Regions from separate parts of the Sus scrofa genome. Here region 1 is linked to region 2. Evidence: chromatin contacts called from public Hi-C data. All regions are on one chromosome and are shown on one strand. Each heading gives the region's core, a stretch centred on a gene start, on an enhancer-like site or on the middle of the called end of the contact. The rest is flanking DNA. Distances are from core to core; before and after follow the strand shown.

Evidence for each region. A called contact is a pair of places that touch in the nucleus more often than the background predicts.
Region 1: a Hi-C map of liver shows a contact between it and region 2, with 2.3 times the contacts expected there. The contact joins two enhancer-like sites. A contact is called at or near these places in 9 of 47 Hi-C or Micro-C datasets (adipocytes, fibroblasts, liver and 5 more).

The regions. Positions count from the first base shown.
Region 1 is chr1:126,435,052-126,441,217 of Sscrofa11.1, forward strand. No RefSeq gene overlaps it. Among named protein-coding and RNA genes, the nearest start is that of SLC28A2, 73 kb to the right of the region's middle. Within about 2 kb of position 4,485, at least 1 of the 83 cell types and tissues checked has an H3K27ac peak or open chromatin away from gene starts, as enhancers often do. A contact at or near this core is called in liver, where this site is marked.
Region 2 is chr1:126,339,439-126,346,017 of Sscrofa11.1, forward strand. No RefSeq gene overlaps it. Among named protein-coding and RNA genes, the nearest start is that of SPATA5L1, 7.5 kb to the left of the region's middle. Within about 2 kb of position 5,068, at least 7 of the 83 cell types and tissues checked have an H3K27ac peak or open chromatin away from gene starts, as enhancers often do. A contact at or near this core is called in liver, where this site is marked.

The DNA of each region.
Region 1 (6,166 bases), core at 3,235-5,734, 95 kb after region 2:
TTTGGGGAGTTAACTTCATGGCTCAGTGGTAACGAACCTGACTAGTATCCAATCCCTGGCCTCACTCAGTGGGTCAGGGATCCAATGTCTCTATGAGCTATGGTATAGGTCACAGATGTAGCTCGGAACTACTATTGCTGTGGCTGTGGCATAGGCTGGCAGCTGTAGCACCAATTCAACCTCTAGCCTGGGAACTTCCATATGCTGTGGGTGCAGCCTAAAAAGCAAAAAAAGAAAAAATGAAAGAAAAAGTGTTTTCTAAAGATGCTCTCATTTACAATTTATAATTTTTTTTCTTCTTACATATGATTATAATTCTGGAGAGGGTGATAGATTTTATGCAAATTAGTGGGGCAAACTAAAGCTTTCCTAGTCCACTCCTTCACGTCCACAGGACTGTATAATGCACTGTTCTAAACTGTATGAAAGCATAAAGTTTAAAAAGCTACAATTCTTGGAGTTCCCATTGTGGCACAGCAGAAAAAATCCAACTACTATCCATGTTAATTCGGGTTCGATCCCTGGTCTCGCTCAGTGGGTTGGGGATCCAGCACTGCCGTGAGCTACAATGTAGGTCTCAGACATGGCTTGGATCTGGCATTGCTGTGGCTGTGGCACAGGACAGCAGCTGTAGCTCCAATTCAACCCCTAGACTGGGAATCTTCATATGCCATGAGTGCAGCCCTAAAAATAAAAAAAAAAAGCTATGATTCTTCAAAACAGCATGGTACTGGCACAAAAACAGACATATGGATCAATGGAACAAAAGACAGAGCCCAGAAGTAAATCTGCACACCTACGGTCAATTAGTTTTTGACAAAGGAGGCAAGAACACACAATGGTGAAAAGACAGTCTCTTTAGCAAGTGATGCTGGGAAAGTTGGACAGTTGTATATAAATCAATGAAATTAGAACACTCCTTCATATTGTACACAAAAATAACTTGAAATAGAAGACATGACACCATAAAACTCCTGGAAAAGAAGACAGGCAAAACACTCTATGACATGAGTTGTAAAATGTTTTCTTAGGCCATTCTCCCAAGGCAATAGAAATGAAAGAAAAATAAACAAATGGGACCTAATCACACTTAGAAGCTTTTGTACAGCAAATGAAACATAAATAAAACAAAAGACTAGGAGAAAATATTTGCAAATGATAACACTGACAAGGGCTTAATCTCCAAAATACACAAACAGCCCTTAAAACTCAATAACAAAAAAACAAAAAACCCAATCATAAAATGAACAGAAGACCTAAACAGGCATTTCACCAAAGAAGACCCACAGATGGTCAAAATGTACACAAAAAGATGCTCAATATCACTAATTATTAGAGAAATACAAATCGAACCTACAAATGAGAGTTAATAGATGCCTTTGGAATGGATAAGCAATGAGGTCCTGCTGTATATCTGGTCATTTATGATGGAGCATGATAATGTGAGAAAGAAGAATGTATACATGTATGTGTAACTGGGTCACCTTGCTGTACAGTAGAAAACTGACAGAACACTGTAAACCAGCTATAATGGAAAAAAATAAAAATCATTAAAAATTTAAAAAAACCTACAAATGAGGTACCATGTTGCACTGGTCAGAATGGTCATCATTCAAAAGTCTACAAACAACAAATGCTGGAGGAGGTGTGGAGAAAAGGATCCCTCCTTACACTATTAGTGGGAATACAAATCAGTGCAGCCACTATTGAGAATAGTATGGAGATTCCTCAAAAAACTAAAAATAGAGTTGCCATATGACCCTATAAACCCACTCTTGGGCATGTATCTAGATGAAATTATAATTCATATATATATATATATATATATATATATATATACACACACACACACACACACACACACATACACAGGAATATTACTCAGCCATAAAAGTAATGAAATAATGCCATTTACAACTACATGGATGATCCTAGAGATTATCATACTAAGCAAAATAAGTCAGAAGGAGAAAGACAAATCCCATATGATATCATTTATATGTGGAATCTAAATTATGACACAAGGGAGTTCCCTTCTTGGCTCAGTGGTTAACGAACCCAGCTTGGATCCATGAGGATGCAGGTTCGATCCCTGGCCTCACTGAGTGTGTTAAGGATCCCGAGCTGCCATGAGCCATAGTGTGGGTCATAGACTTGGCTCGGATCTTTTGTTGCTGTGGCTGTGGCGTAGGCCGGCAGCTATAGCTCTTATTAAACCCCCTAGACTTGGAACTTCATATGCCACGAATGCGGCCCTAAAAAGCAATAAATAAATAAATAAATATAAAAATAAACTATGACACAAATGACCTGATCTAAAAGACAGAAACAGAAGCACAGACCTAGAGAACAGACTTCTGGTTGCCAGGGGAACGGGGTTAGGAGAGCGGTGGAGTGGGAGTTTGGGACTAGCAAATGCAAACAGTTATATATAGAATGGATAAACAACAAGGTCCTATTGTATAGCACAGAGAAGTATATTCAATATCCTATAATGAGCCATAATAGAAAAGAATAGATTTGTATGTGTGTATGTGTGTAACTGAATCACTTTGCTGTACCCAAAAAAACTTACACAACATTGTAAGTCAATTATACTTCAGCTTAAAAAGAAGAGATATGGGAGTTCCTGTTGCGGCTCAGTGGAAACAAATCCGACTAGGAACCACGAGGTTGCAGGTTTGATCCCTGGCCTCGCTCAGTGGGTTAAGGATCCAGCGCTGCCATGACCTTTGGTGTAGGTCGCAGACACAGCTCGGATCTGGTGTTGCTGTGGCTGTGGTGTAGGCCGGCAGCTGTAGCTCCGATTAGACCCCTAGCCTGGGAACCTCCATGTGCCATGGGTGTGGCCCTCAAAAGACGAAAAAAGAAAAAAGAAAAAAAAATAATGTGACTGAGGCAACTGTTGACTATGGACACAGTATAGAACTACTCAACCTCCAGGTCACAAATGAAAACACTGATGTTCAGAGCTAAGTTAATTTTAAATTCTATCTTAAGGAGTTCCCATTGCAGCTCAGTGGTTAATGAACCTGACTAGTATCCATGAGAACGAGGGTTCGATCCCTGGCCTTGCTCAGTGGGTTATGGATACAGCATTGCTATGAGCTGTGGTGTAGGTTGCAGATGCGACTCAGATCTCGCATTGCTGTGGCTGTGGTGTAGGCCGGCAGCTGCAGCTCTGATTCAACCCCTAGCCTGGGAACCTCCATGCACCGCAGGTAAGGCCCTAAAAAGACTAAATAAATTCTGTCTTAAAATGTGTTGATAGTGTCAAAATATTCCCAGAGAGGGGGTATAGGAACAAAGAAGGTGATGTATCTTTTTCTAACACACCTGGTGTTGTGGTCCTAAGCCATGATGAGTCTGAAGAGGCACCTCCTCCAGCACACAGCTTATCATTTACCGATTTGGGGAAACAGGTAATATGAGGTATTTCAAGTCCTATGGAGAGTGCAACTCAGGTCTGGAGCCTGGTCCAGACGGAGTGGCTTCAATTAAACATATATTTACTGAGTACATGTGTATCAGGCACTGTGTGGGGTTCAAAATAAGGCAAAGGTCTCATCCTCAGAGCCAAGGAAAGAAGTTTTCATGTCTGTCATCTCAGAATCACAGTCAGGGTCTTAACCTGTACATCGTAACTCAAGGAGCCACCAAAACAACTGGTCTTGCCTTTTCTAGAAGCTTCTTGTCTTTGACACTGTGTCCCATTTCTGAACAGAGTACAAAAAAACAAAATGTAAAAGGTGCTCTGGAGTTCCCGTCGTGGCGCAGTGGTTAACGAATCCGACTAGGAACCATGAGGTTGCAGGTTCGGTCCCTGCCCTTGCTCAGTGGGTTAACGATCCGGCGTTGCCGTGAGCTGTGGTGTAGGTTGCAGACGCGGCTCAGATCCTGCGTTGCTGTGGCTCTGGTGTAGGCCGGTGGCTACAGCTCCGATTCAACCCCTAGCCTGGGAACCTCCATATGCCTCGGGAGCGGCCCAAGAAATAGCAACAACAACAACAACAACAACAACAACAAAGACAAAAAAAAAAAAAAAAAAGGTGCTCTGGCCTGTTCTCTTTAACTCTCAAAGGCCTACCTTGAGGTGGGGGTGGGGGAACACTGCAAATTTCAGCTGATTTTGCTCTTGCTGGAGAGGGGAGGGGCTGAGCAAAAGCAATTTTTAACTTAATAAACACCAACTCTGAGCCAATTTAAAACAAATATTCCCAACCAAGCCATTCTACTGGGCAGTAATCAGAGCAAACTCCATCCTAGCCTGGATCGATGACATCCACCAGAATCTGAATGCCTGGGGAGAGAGACCTGTTTGATTTAATTAATATTCCTCACTGGATTCTTGATTTTAACCACAAGCCCCTTCTCCAAAACCTCTTTCTCTCCACGTGTTCTCCACCTGAGAAAATGGCAACCCATCCACCTAGCCACTTGCTCAACCTGGACACCTTAACACATCTGCTCTGGACAATGACCAAGTACTGTCACCTCTACTCTCCAATATATCTTGAATTCACCTACTTCTCTCTCCCCTAGCATCACCCTAATCCAAGTCATCCTGTACCTCCCATTTGGACAGCTGTAATAGCTTCCTAACTGGTGTGCTTGCTTCCACCTTGACCTCTATCAAATTCCCCAGATACATATATGATTTAACTTGTTTATTGGATATTTCTCCCTTTACAATGTAAGCTCCATGAAGACAAAAGCCATGTCTGATTTTTTTACTGGGGTATTCCTGCTGCCTAGCACAGTACCTGGCATAGAATGGGCATCAGTAAAACTTATTGAGAGCATAAATGAACACTTTATAATCCTTGCATGATAGAGGTCCTCCTGTTCACAAAATATGGCTCAGAGTCTATCCTCTTAAGAGTCTTTTTCCCCCCTCAGAGCCACACAAGCCATTCTTCAAAAGAGAATTGAATCTTTTTCCTTCCTTCAGACTGACTGAATGATGACCTTTTAGCAGAGCCTTTTAGGAAGAAATCAGAGTGAGCTCTGATAGAGCATGAATAGATGGAAAGAATCCAAACTGAGCCTACCTCTTTCTAATGCTTTGGAAAGAGATGAAATTTTATGAAGAAAAAAACAAAATACCATCTTGGATATAGACCCTTTGAGGTATTATTGCCATCTGGTGTCCATAATATTAACCCGCAGGCAACCAAGAACTTTTCCCTCTGCCTTCTAATTGTCTCAATTTTTCTGAATATTTTTTTTAAGGTCTACTTCTTAAAAATTTATTTTGTTTTATTTTTCTTTTTACAGCCACACCTGCAGCACATGCATGTTCCCAGACTTGGGATCGAATAGGAGCCGAAGCTGCTCACCTATGCCACATCCACGAAGGATCTGGGTCACATCTGTGACCTATGCTGCAGCTTGCAGCAAAGCCGGATCCTTAACCCACTGAGCAAGGCCAGGGATCGAACCCACCTCCTCATGGACACTATGTCAGGTTCTTAATCCACTTAGCCACAATGGGAACTCCTTTTTTCAAGTTGATTTCCAAGGTTGTGATAATTTCTGTTATACAACAAAGTGATTCAGTTATACATATACACATGTCCATTATCTTTCAGATGCTTTTCCCACATAGATTATCACAGAATATTGGGTAGAGTTCTCTGTGCTGTATGGCAGGCCCCTACTGGCCCATCAGTCCATATACCCAGTGTGCATGTGTCAATCCCAAACCTCCAGTACATCCCTCCCCCAACCTTTCCCCTTTGGTAACCATAAACTACCATAAGATTTTCAAAGTCTATGAGTCTGTTTCTGAAATTTAACAATAATTTTAACTTTGGTATGAGTCTTCTATTCTGGAAACATATGTTCTTCATTTCTAGGACATTTTCTTTGATATTTTCTAGGAATTATTTCTTTGATATTTTTCTCCCCATGATTTTCTTTTTGGAATTCCTAGAATTTGGATGTTGATCTCCTGAATTGACTTTTAACTTTCTTATCCTTTTTCTCTAACATTTTTCCTCTCTTTTGTTCTACTTTTTTTTCTTTTTAGGGCCACACCTGTTGCCTATGGAGGTTCCCAGGCTATGGGTCGAACTGGAACTCCCTATGCCACAGCCACAGCAATGCCAGATCCAAGCCGTGTCTGTGCCCTACACCACAGCTCATGGCAGCACCTGATCCTTAA
Region 2 (6,579 bases), core at 3,818-6,317:
TTCTTTTTTAGAATAATGATTATGTATTATTTGTGTACCTTATCGTCAATAACATTACATATTAAATATTTTATTTCCAGATGTGAAACATATCATAATTGTGAAAAATCTAAAGAAATTGGTTAAGCCAGTAGAATGAGTCATCTGCAGATCCATAAATGCTAACCTCTCTTACGTTTCCATTTTCATGTTATGTTTGACCCTAACATATTTGAACAGGAGCAGTGATTGTGAGCTGTAATACATCTGCAAAGAGATACATTTAACCAGACTTGAAATGGCATGATTTGCAAATGCTTTCACCTCAATATGTTCATGCAGATATGTTACATGACTTATTCCCACAGACATTTAATATGCCAAACAGACTTTCTCCTTTTAAAATATATAATGAAAATCCCCTAAAATATGATGTAATTTAAATTGTTCTTTAAATTTTTCCATCTTTAGCCTTTCTCATATATCAGGAGTAGAACTGTTGTTGACAAGATTCAGGGGAAGCAGGGTGATTTGAGCCATCACAAATCTTTGCTGGACTACAAATGACCTGTAGACTATAGTACACAGAACATCCTGAAAGTCTGTACTTGCAAGTTTTCAGGAAACTGCTTGTTTCATCATTTTCTAGGAGTAAGTCTTTAAAATAATTATCCTCTATGATGTTGGTTCAAACTGTTCAACTAATAAAAGTAATAATATTCATGTATTTATCAAACAAATATTTATTGAACATCTACTTTGTGCTACTTTACCAGATGATGAATATAAGGTAATTTTAAAATATATATAATTCTTGCCTTCATGAAGTTTATAGTCTAGTGGGGAAGTCAGACACTAAAGGACTCAAAAAGTGAATAAACCAAATAATTAAATGCGATAATAACTGCTATGAAGAAAAATGAAATGAAAAAGGGTACCTTACACAGGGAAATAGGAAAGGTCTCACTGAGAAAGTGACACTTAAGCTGAAACCTGAGGGACCACAAGGAGGGAGGCAGAAGAACTGGGGAAAGGGGTGGGTACCAGAGAGTGCCCTGAGGGTAGTCTATGCTTATTGTGTTTAAGAAATTAAAAGAAGGCCAATTTCATCTTTACCATAACTTTGACACTTATGATCTATTTTTTCTTAATTGTTCTACATAGATGGATATTTTGTTACTCTAAGTAGATAGTAAGCTGTTTAAGGATAGGAACTAAATTTAAGAATACCTATCTATGGAGTTCCCATTGTGGCTCTGCGGAAATGAACCTGACTAGTATCCATGAAGCTGCAGGTTCAATCCCTGGCCCTGCTCAGTGGGTTAAGGATCCTGCATTCCTGTGGCTGTAGTGTAGGCCAGCAGCTGCAGCTGTGACTGGACTCCTAGCCTGGAAACTTCCATATGCCCCAGGTGTGGCCCTAAAAAAAAAAAAAAAAAAAAAAGGTATCTATGGGAGTTCCTTGGTGGCCCAGTGGATTAAGGATCCAGTGTTGTCACTGCTGTGGTTCAGGTTCCATTCCTGGCCCCAGAACTTCCACATGTAAGTGTGGCCAAAAAAAAAAAAAAAAAAAAATATATATATATATATATATATATATATATATATAAATAGTATACTTTACAGGACTCTAGTACTGTGGTGGAATAATATACTTGTGTTAAATAAATACTTAGTGAATCGAATTTGAAAGAAATTAGGGGACAGAGTCTGGTGACCCATGCCAGGCAGGTTTGATCTTGTTCTTTCCAGACACATCAGATTCTATCCAGGTAGACCTCGAAGATAATCTTCAAGAAGGATGTTCCCGCTCCTGACTGAGCTCACCCCTCTTGCCACTTCTGTCATTCATTTTTCTGTCTTTTGACATTAAAAAAAGCTCAATTAAATCAATCATTACAAGAGAGTCTGCTAAAATTCAAGACTGTAGCCATAATCATGAATGTGCAAATACTGTATCTCAACGATGAATAACATGCAATTGGAAACCCATGAGCTTCTGACCTTCTAAATATTTATCTCCCCTTTTCTCTTCCTACTATCAACAGGGATCTAATTATTTTTATTGGATTATTGCCATAGCTTCCTCTAAACTCCATACCTCTGGTTTCTTCAAATGTTGCCACTATATTAATCCAGATAGGAGACTACTATATTTTGGTTGGTTTGGGGGTTATATTTCTCTCAATAAGTCCTAGATCTTTCAAACTTGTCTAAGAGAGGTCCAATATTATATAAGATCTGATCTTGGAAACTGAACCAGAAACAAGGTCTACAGAAATAGGAAAACATTTGAAAATGGTTTATTCGTAGTATCTAGTTCACCAAAGTTTCCTCTAGTCCTTTGATACACCACTCCATCCAAGAGTGGGATGAAACCTTTAATTTCTTTTCTTTTTTTTTTTTTTTTTTTTTGCTTTTGCTTTTTAGGGCTGCACCTACAGCATATGGAACTTCCCAGCCTAGGAGTCAAATCAGAGCTACAGCTGCTGGCCACAGCTACAGCCACAGCAACGCCACATCCAAGCCACCTCTAGGACCTACACCACAGCTTGGGCAATGCTAGATCCTCAACCCACTGAGCAAGGCTGGGATTAAACCCAAATCCTCATGGATACTAGTCAGGTTCATTTCCACTGAGCCACAACAGGAACTCCTGAAATCTTTAATTTCTATTTTCCAAGGCATAAAGGTCAGGCAGAGGTGAAAACATTTTTGTTGCACCATTATACCTCACTGGTTGGCAAGATCTTGCTGGAAGAAGCCCTGACAGAGGAGAAGGGGAGAACTCTTATAACCTTTTGGCCTGAAAATGGGAGGACTGACTCCAGAAAAATTGATCCACTGGGTTCCAAAGTAGCAAAACTAAAGATAAAGGGAAGAAGATACACATTCTGAATCCTCTCAAGCAGATAGGGAACTTTCTTTAGAATAATCGCATTGTTCACATTATCCTCGGTCCTGAATACTGTATTTGTCTGTTGAAATGAAGGTCACTAGTTCCCTCCCACTCCAAAAAATGTGTGGGAGTGGCTATGAATGCTTAGGCATTTTTCAAAGTGTTCTTTGGGAAACTTCTTCCCACGTTGTTCTGCTACTCCCAGACCTTCAAACTCTTCTGACTTCAAGCACACTCAACATGTTTCATTGCCATGAAACAGTCTGACCTGTTTTGGTGCCTTTGAGATGGACTTTAGGCAAACATTCATCAATTCTTCCTCTGGCTTTCCTCATCATGTGACCTGCACCTCTTTGAGTGAACGGCTTCATTATGCCTTGAATAAGCTAGGTGTTTTCCTATCTGTCTTCCCTCTACTCCCTCCTATTTTTTTTTTTTAAATGGCCACACCAGGGCATATGGAAGTTCCTAGGCCAAACACATGCCTCTGCAGCATCTTGAGCCACGGCAGTCAGATTCTTAACCCATTGCGCCACAGCAGGAACTCCATACTCCCTCCTTATTTTAAGAGTTGACACTCTGTTTTGGTTATCTTTCAGCTTTCATTCTGCCTTTCCCCAGCAGGGTCCAACTACTTGCTGTGTAACCTTGAGCAATCTATTGAACCTTTCTGAGCCTGATTCTTATAATCTATAAAATAGATTATTGCAAGGAGTGAAATACTTTTAAAAATTGAAATATAGTTTATTTACAATATGATAACAGTTGCAGGTGTACAACATAGTGATTCAATATTTTTATGGATTATATTCCATGAGATACTACTTATTAATTGTAATGATTATCATCTACCTTATTAGGATATTATGAAATAATGGAAATTTCTTTTGAAAGCTAGAAAGCTCTATCGGTATGTAACATAAGGCTCTACTAATCAGTAACAGTTATGTTTACAGAGTGCCAGGAACAGTTCTAAGTGTTTTACATATATGATCTTATTTAATCCTCTCAATAACCTTGGGAGGTTGGGATTATTATTTCTAATTTACAGATGAAGGAACTGAGGCACAGAAAGGCTAAGTAACTTCCACAAGGTCACATAGTTAGTAAGTGGTAGAGCTAGGATTCAAAACTAGGTAGTCGGGCTGGCTCCAAAGTTCCTGCTCTGAACCACTACACTGTGTTACACTGCAATCAAATTTGGGTTTACAAACTGGATTCACTAGTTACTCAATAGTTATATGACCTTAAGCAAAGCTTAAAATTCTAAACCTAATTTTCATCATTTTTAAAATGGATAAAATCCCTATCTCATATATTCATTTACTCAACAAATATTTATTAAACTCCTACTGTTTGCTATATGCTAGGCATATTATAATATCATGTTGATTATATTCACATAAAACACTTGGCATACTGCCAGGCACATGGTAAATGGTCGATGTTAATCATTATTTAATTCATAATAATAAGCCAAAAACTTCTCTGATACCTGTTTCTATTACTTGGCTAGAGATTATGTTCTATCATTACCATATAGTCATTTTTCACTGGTCCCCCAATTCTATTTGAAATGTTTTTGTGGCACTGTTCCATAGGATATTGCCTTTCTACCACAGCAAAAACCAACAAAACACAGAAATACAAGTATCTTTCAGGGCTCAACAGAGCAAATGCTTTAAATGGCTACTTTCTGATACATAGCTAAGACTAGACAAGGCATATGCAAAATACGTTTACTACCAGGGAATGTGAAGTACATTTGGTGAATGTGAAGATATGAGGATGATCAAATACAATGCTTTAAGGAAATATCCAACAAGGTCCTCCTGGGAAATAAAATAGCCCTACATTTCATCTCCAGGGACATGTAAAGAACCCAGTAACACCTCTTGGAATCCACATAAGAAGGGCTGGTCTGCTGTGCTCTCCTGAACTGTTCTTTGCAGCTCTAAGGGTCCATCCTGTGCTTGCCTTACCCATGTTCTGTGAGAGTGGGCAGTATTTGCAAAAGACTGAAGAAGAGATTGTTATCTCCCTCGACTACTGATAATCAAACGAGATGATACATACGAAATCACTTTGAAATATTACACACACACACACACACACACACAGAGTGAAGAGTTACACACACGAGTGTTGCAGTCCTGAGCAGAGAATACTCACTGTAGAAGCAGATGTGGAAAGTCCTACTATCTTCCCCATTTCTGAAATTGCTCTCAGCAATGTGACCTCACTTGTCTTCCTGTCTTGACTAGTTCCCCTTCTCATTTCAGTTCCTATTAATAATAGCGATAGCTAACATGTAGTTGAGTGGTGTTTTAAATGCTTTACATGTATTATTTAGTCATCATAACAACTCTATGAGTTACATACTGGGACTATTTCTAACATTCAAGAAAGCTGAGATAGGAGCTCCCGTTGTGGCACAGTGGAAACGAATCGACTTCAGGCAGCAGTCAGCATTTTGCCTCTTTGCCTTTTATTTTTTTGTATTTATTTCATTTTTTACTTTTGTCTTTTGTCTTTTTAGGGCCTCACCCTTGGCATATGGAGGTTTCCAGGCTAGGGGTCTAATCAGAGTTGCAGATGCCGGCCTACACCACAGTCACAGCAACGCCAGATCTAAGCCACATCTGTGAACTATACCACAGCTCAGCGCTGGATCCTTAACCCATGGAGTGAGGCCAGGAATCGAACCCGCCATGTCATGGTTCTTAGTCGGATTCGTTTCCACCACACCACGACAGGAACTCCCTCTTTGCCTTTTATAATTCAGTCAATGAAACAGAGTCATTTTTCCAACTAAAGTCAACTATAATATAAATTTGTTACCCAGAATGAGAAATTCAGAATCTTGCCAACTGGTAATAATTTACGGTATAAACTTTGATTTTTAGCCATTATCTGGGGAAAAGGAGAGTTTAGCAATAACTCTGTATAATATTAACTAAGCCCCACTAGCTTAGCTAGCTTACAACCACAAACATATCTACTCAAGAAATGAGGTTGAATCTCAGCTATTTTTCCTCTGATAACTACTTGACATAACATTCAAGCTGCTACCTGCTCAAGGGTTAGGCACAAAGTTGGCAGAATCAGCTTTATTAATGGCATTATAAACAGGGGTAAGCATTATTTTGAAATGTATGCAAAATATCTTTCTGAGAAACAGGAATGGAGTGGTGGAAAACTAGGACTTGAAAGAGAGCCTGAGATCATGTAGTTTGTAAAGTTAGGACTGTAGAGGTTAAGTGACTTGTCCAAGTGGTTAATGTCATCCAAATAGTTACTGGTTGAGCAGGGGCTGGAATTCAGGTCTCTAGATCAGCAAGCACAGTATTGGTTCCTCAGTACTGCATTTCTGGCTAGAGCTATCTCATACAGGCTGCTGTTATACATACAATGAAGTGAAAGTCTTCTCACAGTCAAGCAACCCTAAGAAAGACACTACATTTCACTCAGGAACCATAATTTTATTGTACAGTCTGCCCTCTGTATCCCCAGGTTCTGCATCTGTGGATTCAATCAACTGTGGGTCAAAAATATTTGGAAACCCACTATACTTCAGTAAAACTTTAAAACATGAAAAAAATTTGTAAAAAAAATTTCAAAAAGTTTTAAAAAGCAACACTTGAATGTGCTGCACTCTGGTAACTATTTACATAGTTTTTACATTGTCTTTACAGCTATTC